2 separate regions of the Mus musculus genome follow, and region 2 is linked to region 1. Evidence: chromatin contacts called from public HiChIP or PLAC-seq data. All regions are on one chromosome and are shown on one strand. The core of a region is the stretch at or near the end of the contact, and the rest is flanking DNA. Distances in the headings are between cores, read along the strand shown. Region 1 holds the start of Ces2e (carboxylesterase 2E). Region 2 overlaps Ces2h (carboxylesterase 2H).

The links. HiChIP or PLAC-seq counts read pairs in DNA pulled down with a chosen protein or histone mark.
Region 2: an H3K4me3 HiChIP or PLAC-seq map of intestinal villus epithelium shows a contact between it and region 1, with 6 read pairs. The contact joins the enhancer-like site here to the promoter of Ces2e in region 1. A contact is called at or near these places in 4 of 39 promoter capture datasets (embryonic stem cells and liver), 1 of 484 Hi-C or Micro-C datasets (nephron progenitors), 2 of 115 datasets of contacts at active chromatin or transcription factors (intestinal crypt epithelium and intestinal villus epithelium) and 1 of 9 other capture datasets (adipose tissue).

Annotation. Positions count from the first base shown.
Region 1 is chr8:104,924,266-104,928,766 of GRCm38.p6, reverse strand. Ces2e (carboxylesterase 2E) reads right to left here and starts at 2,507. Exons shown (of 12, transcript NM_172759.3): 1 at 2,371-2,507; 2 at 1,555-1,759; 3 at 1-39. The coding sequence starts at 2,446.
Region 2 is chr8:105,008,235-105,012,735 of GRCm38.p6, reverse strand. The region is part of intron 1 of Ces2h (carboxylesterase 2H); the gene reads right to left. Among named protein-coding and RNA genes, the nearest start is that of Ces2h, 9.7 kb to the right of the region's middle. Within about 2 kb of position 2,480, at least 9 of the 459 cell types and tissues checked have an H3K27ac peak or open chromatin away from gene starts, as enhancers often do. A contact at or near this core is called in intestinal crypt epithelium, intestinal villus epithelium and liver, where this site is marked.

The DNA.
Region 1 (4,501 bases), core at 1,258-3,757:
AGATCCTCTGAACCCATCAAATTGTCATTTTGTAGACACCTGATGACAATGGCAGACAGTTAATACAAGAGATATTTACTGGTCAATATCAGGTCTTATCAGTCTGGGTTGTCTCTCAGCCACTTTTAGCCACTTCCCTCCAAGTTGTCCTGCTAATGTATGATTCTCTCTAAAGAGTTAGTTCCTGGAACAGAACCTCTGACACCCCAGCACTCCATTGCTCAGTGTCCTATACCTAGGGTTCAGCTGCCAATAGTGGATAAGAAGGTCTTCTTGAACCCACGAGGGTCTACACGGTAGCAGAACTCAGGTTTTTTGTGCTTTCTAGTATCCCTAAGATTTCCTTTTCCTACCATGGTAAAGGCTGCAGGCTTATTGAAATCTGAGGTAGAATCAGATTTCCAGAGAGGTCCCCACTTGGGTGAAGGCATATATTTTATTCTTTTTTGAGTTTGGCTTCTGGGGAACTCCTGGAGGCTCTATGAGAATAATTTCCCGTGAGCAGCGATAAGCACCAGTTCTGTTAGTACTCTTTAATGCCTATTGAGAAGGTTAGTCTTAATTTTTACCTTAAGATAACATAGAATCACTTGGGAATATAGTCTCAGTGAAGGATTGTCTAGATCAGGTTAGCCTATGGGGATTTCCTTGATTCTGTTAATTGAGGTGGTAAACTTTTCAACCATGGGGGGAACCATTCTCTAAGAAGGGGCTTCTGAATAGTATGAACAGAGAAGGCAAACTGAACATTAGGCAGTAGGTATGCATTCCTTGCTCTCTGGTCCCATTTAAAGATGTGATATTATTTATTCCCTTAAGTTTCCCCCTTGTAGTCTATGGTAACATGGAGTTGTGACCCATAATAAACAGTTTCTGTCTTAACCTGCTTTTTACCAGGTATTTTATCACAGCTACAAGAAACAAAATGAAGATACCAAGATAATGTTGTGCAATACCTACACAGGCACTAAGGGGTGCAGTGGACAATGTCCCAAAAACAATGTCCCAAAGACCCATGGGATGTTCTTTACCCTACTTCCAGAAACTCTCAGGACCTCTACTTCACACGTAATCTTCAGAGGAAGGTTTTATATGTTTCTTTGGACAATGGCACTTGGCTCCTTTGGTTGTATGAGGAACTGTAGAGGCTGGAGTTGTGAAAGGACACATCACTGCTGCCCTCCTGAGAGACTTATAGTACATTATACTTGACTCTGGGCTCTTGCTGGTTAAGGTGTTTATACTGACCTTTGTCCATAGACCTCATTTATGGTGGCAGAGATCACTTGGCATATTCTGAATCTAGGAACCATTCATATCTGTTTCTCACTGCAAAACTGAGAGATAACGTATAGGAACTGATCTTTGACCCAGGAGACTGGCAAAGTTTTTTCTATTAGAAGCCTTAGCTATGTATCTAAAAATGCACAACGCACTGCACATCATAGACAGAAAACTTCTATGGGGTTGAGAAGAAGGAAGCATTTCATTTGCTCCCAGAGCTTAAAGCATGCTTTTACCCCCGGCCTGCAATTGTCTAGGTCCAAAACTTACATGTTTGGATGTGAGGTCCCATCCCTCACCCCACTCCATGGCTCAGGGGCCTCAGGAGGTGCAAAGCGCAGTGGTCCTACAGGAGGCTTGGCAAAGGGGATTCCCAGGAAGGTATGAACAGCGATGTCAGTGTCCTTCACGTGGACAAGGCTGCCTCTCACCTGGCCTGTGTGTGTGTTCCTGATGGGGCTGGCTGAGTCCTGACCTGTGGGTGGAGATGCCAACATGGTTAGTTTTGCCCAGGCAGTTGCCACTACATGGTTTATTCCCACCTTATTTTCACTAAGTGCCCATGGGGAAGGGAATTTGGGGTGTGTAGGCTCAGGTGTGGGATGTGCGAGTAGGAGCTTCTACATAACCCCCAAGCCAGGAACATTACTTATACTCCTTTTGAATGGTAGCAGGGCATGTCTCTAAGGAGGAGACATGCTCAGAGCCACTTGACAGCATGGATGTATTCTTTTCATCATCACCGAAAGGTCTGTAGCAGCCACAGTCACACAGGGAGAGAGGAAATGATACCTTTGCTCTCTTTCCTCTAACCTTCAGGTGCAGCACTTCTTAGCCCTTCTTCCACTGGAATGATTGTTTTTGGAAAGGGGTGTTCATAGGTATTGCTGACCCTCTATGTGCAGCAGGGTTCACTCTGTGGGCTTTGGTGAAGGCATTGGGAGGCACACATTTTCCACCCTTTTTATCTGCCATCTTTACCAGCTTTTCCCTCCCTGGTGACTTCCCTCCCACAAACGAACCTGCTGACTCCGAGGAACTGAGCAGCTCTGACCTGTTCCTCATTGCTCACTGAATGACTCTCACCTTGCACATGCAGAACGAGAAGCAGGACCCCACAGGCCACAGCATTCAGCCATCCAAGAAGTTTGTATAGTGGCATAGTCAGCTCTTAGATCTGAGTCTGTGTTGCTCCAGGATATCTGTGTGCTATGGACAGGAAATAAAAGATGTGGGTCTTGCCTAGGCAGGAATTTGGACCTAAAATAAAGTAGGCAGGAAATTCACTAGGGCGGGGCAAAGTTCGTATTGCCAAAGAAGAGCAGGCCAGCAGGAAGCCAAAGCAATCTCTATTCCTGCTCTTTGGCCTCCTAGAAAGGTATATCATGCCATCTGAAGTCCTTCTGTAACACAGGGAGTCCTATATTCAAGCCTAAGTCAATTCAAACCATGATCACTGTCCTTGTACTCATTGGGCAGATGTTAGTGTTGTTCTGGAGTTCAGAGAACAGGAATCTGTAACAGAGACAGCCTGGGGGGCTTCTTCAAGTAGGTATGTATTCAAGATAAGAGAGGGGAGGGGGAGGGAGGGGGAGAAGAGAGGGAAGGAGGGAGAGAATGTGTTCAGAATATGTCCATTACAGTGATCTTAGGGTCTATATGGACCCCTCCACATGTGTCCTGGCTATTTCACTGAAACACCACAATGTGGCACTTCGCAAGTCTCATTCCTTATTCACACCACCTCTGTAATATATGTTTCCTCTTTTAGCCAGCTCCTGCTGAGATCAACTTTCATAGTTCTTTATCTACTTAAGGAGCACTTTCCATTTTTTTCTATTTCTTTCTTTCTTGTGCATGTGTTTATATGCATGTGTGAATGCCATGCCACACATGTGAAATGCCTCTTCCGTCAGTCAGATCATTCCACCATGTGGATATAGGGGACCCATTTTAGGTCTCTGGCCTTTTGAAAATTCCTTGGCACATTGTGCCATCTCCTGGTCTTCACTTAGCAAACATTTACTCAGGTCCTGCTAGTCTAACACTGAACTCTCAGTGTCTGAGCTCTCAGAGTCTATGATAAAGCCAAAGGTACAGGTCTACACTAGGTGTGTAATAATCACAAAGAACCCTGGCAGAACACACCAAAGAGTACAGGACTAGGAGCTCCCACAATGCCCAACGGATCTCCTAGAGGGCATGATACAGGGATCAAAGTAAGCCTGAAGTCTGAGAATTTGCCTTCACTCTGTATTTCCAGATCCTGATAATTTATGGGCCTAGCACTGCGGGCGGAGCTACATCCTTAAGGCTTCTCTGTCTCTGCAAGCATGATACAGCCAAGCCTTTCCCTACCAACACTGGCTATTGTTTCAATGTAGTGGCTGCAATGCACTCCTGACCAGTCTGCTGTCCCAGCCCTCACTGGCTGCTCCTCTCCCTCCTCTCAGTTCCTTGAGCAAAGAAACTGATGCGCTGTAGGGCTACGAGGTCGTCTTCAGTTCCTTCTTTCTCAGGGTCAAGGAATCAGCATCTTCAAGTTTTCAGGGCTTCCTGGTGCTTCCTCTTAATACAAGACTTTCTCAGCTCTACTGGTGTAGTGGTTTGAAAGAGAATAGCCTTTACAGACTCATATATTTGAATGTTTGCTTTCCAGTTGATGGACTGTTTTGGAGGAATTAGGAGGTGTGCTCTTGTTGAAGGAGGTTTGTCACTGGGGGTGGGATTTGAAGTTTCAAAAACCCATGCCAGGACAAGTCTCTGCTTTCTGCTTATGGATCAGAATGTAAACTCTCAGCTACTGCTCCAGCTCCGTTCCTGCCTGCCTGCTGCCATGCTGCCCACCAGGATGATGGTTCTGAACTCATCCTCTGAAATGTAAGGAAGCCCCCAATTAAATGCTTTCTTTCACAAGTACTCTTGGTCATGGAGTTATCTATAGAACAGTAACTGGGAATGCTGGGAAGGGGTGGTAGAACCCATGGGCTTTGTTACTTACTGCACATTTATCCAGAGACCCTCATGTTGGTAATTGCCAAGGCCATAGCAAATATGTGGAATGAAGAAGACTCTCAGGTGCATTTCTTGGAAGAAGTGGAGAGTGAGCTCAGGAACAGGGAGAAGTGGGGGAAGCAGAAGCTCAAATTCTATTGAAACACCTGCAATAGATACTCCTTCACACCGATTCGGTGCAAAGATATGGGGTCACCAGTGT
Region 2 (4,501 bases), core at 1,231-3,730, 84 kb before region 1:
GATGACAAGAGGCTAGGAAGGACCTTAGACTTCATAGATGGTTTACATGGCCATGTTCAGAATGCCAATAGCAGTGCTGACAGTAAAGACATATTAAGAAAGTCCCAGAAGAAAGTGAGAACCATCCATTGTAAACTAGACTGAAGGCCACCTGTGTCCAATTATTACCAAGAAGTTGGCTACATTGTATCCATATTCTAAAGCTCATAGAGAGTCAACTTTAAGAGTGATGCCAACAAGTGTTTGGAGAAAGATGTTTTTAAGTAAACCACAGAGGGAATGATGTGAGTCTTCCGGACCATATTTAGTGAAATTCACAATAATCCCTGGCAAGGGAGGCAGAGCTTAGGAATCTGAAAAGTCACATCATGTCTACGCTAAAAGCAAAAAGGCTTCTCTGTAAGACTGTGACGGCATGCCGGGTGGTGGTGGTAGCAACGCCTTCAATCCCAGCACTCAGGAGGCAGAGGCAGGTGAATCTCTGAGTTCAAGGCCAGCCCAATCTAGAGACTAAGTTCCAGGACAACCATGGCTACACAGAAAAACCCTGTCTCAAAACAAAACAAAACAAAACAAAACAACAACAACAAACCAAAGTGGGAAAAGATGTTGGGGCTGGAGAGATGGCTCAGTGGTTAAGAGCACTGGCTGCTCTCCCAGAGAAACAGGGTTCAATTCTCAACACACACATGGCATCTCACACCTGCCTATAACTCCAGTTCCAGGGGATCTGACACCCTCCCAAAGACATAGATGCAGGCAAAGCACCAATACACATAATATAAAAATAGATAAATCATTAATTTAAAAAAGTATATGAAGGCACGGAAGAATGTGCTATGGGTAGAAGGAAGCCAGGCTCAGAGGAACGCCCCGTAACAATGGGAAAAAAAAAAGCACTCTGAAGACATCACAGAAATCCTCCATTTTGCTAACACATTCTCCCTCTAGCTGCCTACTAGCACAAACAGGGAAGCTTTGGAAGGTTCAAAAACAGAGCTTTCCACGTGCTCAATGTTCAGGGTAGCTTTAGGATTCTGCTCCTTAGATTACGGTATGATGCTGCATGCTAGCCATGGTTGAGCCAGCCTCGGGATGGCTCTTGACACTGGCCCAAACGGGATCAAGTAGCAGCAGATCTCTGTGTGTTTACCTGGACACAGAATTCCAGGTCTATTAGTTCATAGTAGGTTCCACTGGGATGTCTACGAAAACCCCGGGAGGCTCCACCCCAGCGGCAATGTCAAGGTTTCCCCCCAGAATGCCTTGCTAGCTGTGAGGGTGGGACCATGGCTTTTGAGATTCCGGAACTATACAAAATCAGGCAATTGGCAGCAGCAGCAGCCTCTGAAAGCCAGGAGGCCATGGCACACACTGTGAGAGAGCACCAGGGTGGCGGTTCGAATACGAATGCTCTCCTTATGCCCAGATGTTTGAATATTTGATCCCCAGTTGGTGGCGCTGTTTCAGTTCGTTTGGAAGGCGTGGTTTCGCTGGAGGAAGTCACTAGGCTTGCTTTTGAGGTCTCAAAAACTATGCACTATTTTCAATTTCAGTCTCTTAGAGTGTGAGATGTGAGCTCTACACTCCATCTGTCGCCAAATCTGCATCTGACTGCCATGGTAGCTTTGCCATTCTGGACTTGTATTTTTCTGAAACTATAAGCCCAAATAAACCCTTCCTTGTATAAGTTGCTTTGGTCATGTGACAGGAATAAAAAAAAGTAACTAGTATAGCAAGCAGTGTCACATGGATGGGGACACTTGAGTCTCTGGGGTCCAGTGCCTGTTCCCATGAGTACAGCATGCTGGACTTGCAGTTTTGAGAGACTATCTCTCCTGCTTGTTTTTTTTTTTTTTTTGAGTTTTCTTGGGCCCTGACACTCTTTTCTATTTTTCTGTTCATTCTTTTGCAATGGAAGTGTTAGAGTCAGCTTTCTATCGCTATAAAAAACAAAAACAAAAACAAAAGAGAACAAGACAGAATAAGCCCATCATGACTGAAGGCAACTTGGAAGAGGAAGGGGTTTATTTCATCTTACAGCTTACAGTCCTGAAGGGAAGGCAGGGCAGGAACTCAAGGCAGGAACTGAAGCAGAGACCTGGGAGCACTGGTTCTCAACCTGTGAATATCTTGCATATCAGATTATGAACATTGCAATCATAACAGTAGCAAAATTACAATTATGAAGCAGCAACAGATCATTTTATGGTTAGGTATCTTTCAACATGAGGATCATATCAAAGGGTCCCCGCATTAGGAAGGTTGAGAACAGCGGCCCTGAAGGAAACCCATCCACTGGTCTATTCTCCATGCTTTGCTTAGCCTGCTTTCTTACATATAATAAGGGGAGGCAGTTTTCATAATGAGCTGGACTCTCCCACATTAATCATTAATCAAGAAAATGCTCCCACAGGCTTGCCTACAGGCCAATCTGCTGGAATTCATTTCTCAGTTTAGATTCCCTTTCCCCAGATATCTTTAGGATTGTGTCAGGCTGGCAAAAACCAACCGGCACACAGACTGTTTACTCTGTGCCTGTTTCAACATTCACTTTTTCAACTATCAACTATCAAAGTTGTTTTTTGAAGACTCCCAGCTAGAAGGGATTTTCCTTGAATTTCGGATGGGACTTAGGACTTTGGGATCATGTCCAAAGGAGTTAAGGGACCAAAAGCATGGCCTGAGCATATTTTGTACTGTGAGAAGGACATGAATCTGGGGATTGGGATAATATGCTGTGATGTGGGTCTATTTTGTCCCTCAGAGGTTCATATCCTGGATGCTTACCCTAGGGTGCTGCTGTTAAGGTAGTGGAGCCTTTAAGAAATAGTGTCTAGTGGAAGGAGCCTGATTCATGGGTCTCTTCATACAGGAATTACTGCTGGAGTTTTGAAGCAGGTTAGGTCTTGCAGTGAGAGTGAGAGACAGAACTCTCAGACAGAAGTAACAATGGCCATTCCCAAGGCAGATTGTTTCTTTCACCGTGAGTGCTCTCTCCTACATGTTCCTACTGTGAAATGCCATCAGCGTGTTGTGACATAGTTAGGAGACCTCCACAGAGCCTCACTGGAGTGAGCCACCTGATCATGGATTTTCAAACTCTCAACTGCGGCCTAAACAAAACCACTTCCCCTGGCACCGCGATCCAACCTGCTGAGATTTCCATGTGAAAAGGCACACCCACCCCTTCCCTGTCACATGCTGTCCACACAGGGTTTCATGTGGAAAGAGATCTCTACCCATGAGGTTTAACTCCATTTGCCAGCCACTGACGCCTCATGCTGGCTGTGCTTGGTACAGCAATAGATAAGAATATGCTATAACATCCACAACGTTAGACTTGTCAAATTAACTGATTATTTTTGAAGTGAAGCCTTCTACTGAGTGGTATTAGGGATCTCTAACTCGTACTGTGAGGTGATCTCTGTGTTAGGCAGAGTTAAATTGTGATGACAGAAATAGAGGGAATCTGTAATTATTTTGGTTGTAAGTAAGGGCCAGAGACTTCATTCATTCTTAGATAAACTCCAGAGCTCTGTGTGTGTGTCCCAGGGACCTTGATATTTCCTGTGGAAGGACCAGGAGCAGATGAGATAGAAGAGGGCAGCTTCCACATGTGTGCTCTTCTAAGACTTGTTAATGATGCTTTCTGATGTGGGCTCAAGCTAAGGACCATTTAAAAGGGGAGCCATTTGGGAGGCTGAGCATACCTCTTGCCTGGAGGGTCCTGGTGACTTTTGAGAGTGGTATTGAATCATACAAGGGAAAAGGCCATTGGAGGTAAGGCACGAAGGATAGGCAAGTGGCCTTCCTCCTGGGCAGAGTGGAAATGGGTGGCAGGAATTAGGGCCTTCAGGAGGGGCCCTTGAGGGAGAGAGGATAGAGATGGAGGGACATGCTCTGATGTTCTGTCCACTTAACTCCAGATAAGGTGCAAACTGCTTAGCAGGCACAGAGTGCTCTCTCCTTCCCCCTAAAAGCTGAGTCATGCCACTGTCCCAGCCTGGCCAGATATTTGATGTAAAAGGAATCCTGTGACCTCTCAGCTCTAGTTTCAGTGGCAGGACTGGGCTCCTTTATTCCCAAGAGCAAGTAATCTTACTTGAGTACCTCTGAGAAAACCATGCTAACACTCTGGCTAGGGCAATGATACATTAGAGTCAAATGGCCACGGAGGGCGTGGTCATGTTGTTTAGTACTTGCCTGTAGCTTAGCTATAGGTGTTGGGAGCCGCGCCCACATTCGCCGTTACAAGATGGCGCTGACAGCTGTGTTCTAAGTGGTAAACAAATAATCTGCGCATGTGCCAAGGGTATCTTATGACTACTTGTGCTCTGCCTTCCCCGTGACGTCAACTCGGCCGATGGGCTGCAGCCAATCAAGGAGTGACACGTCCGAGGCGAAGGAGAATTCTCCTTAAAAAGGGACGGGGTTTCGTTTTCTCTCTCTCTTGCTTCTCTCTCTTGCTTCGCTCTCTCTTGCTTCTTGCTCTCTTGCT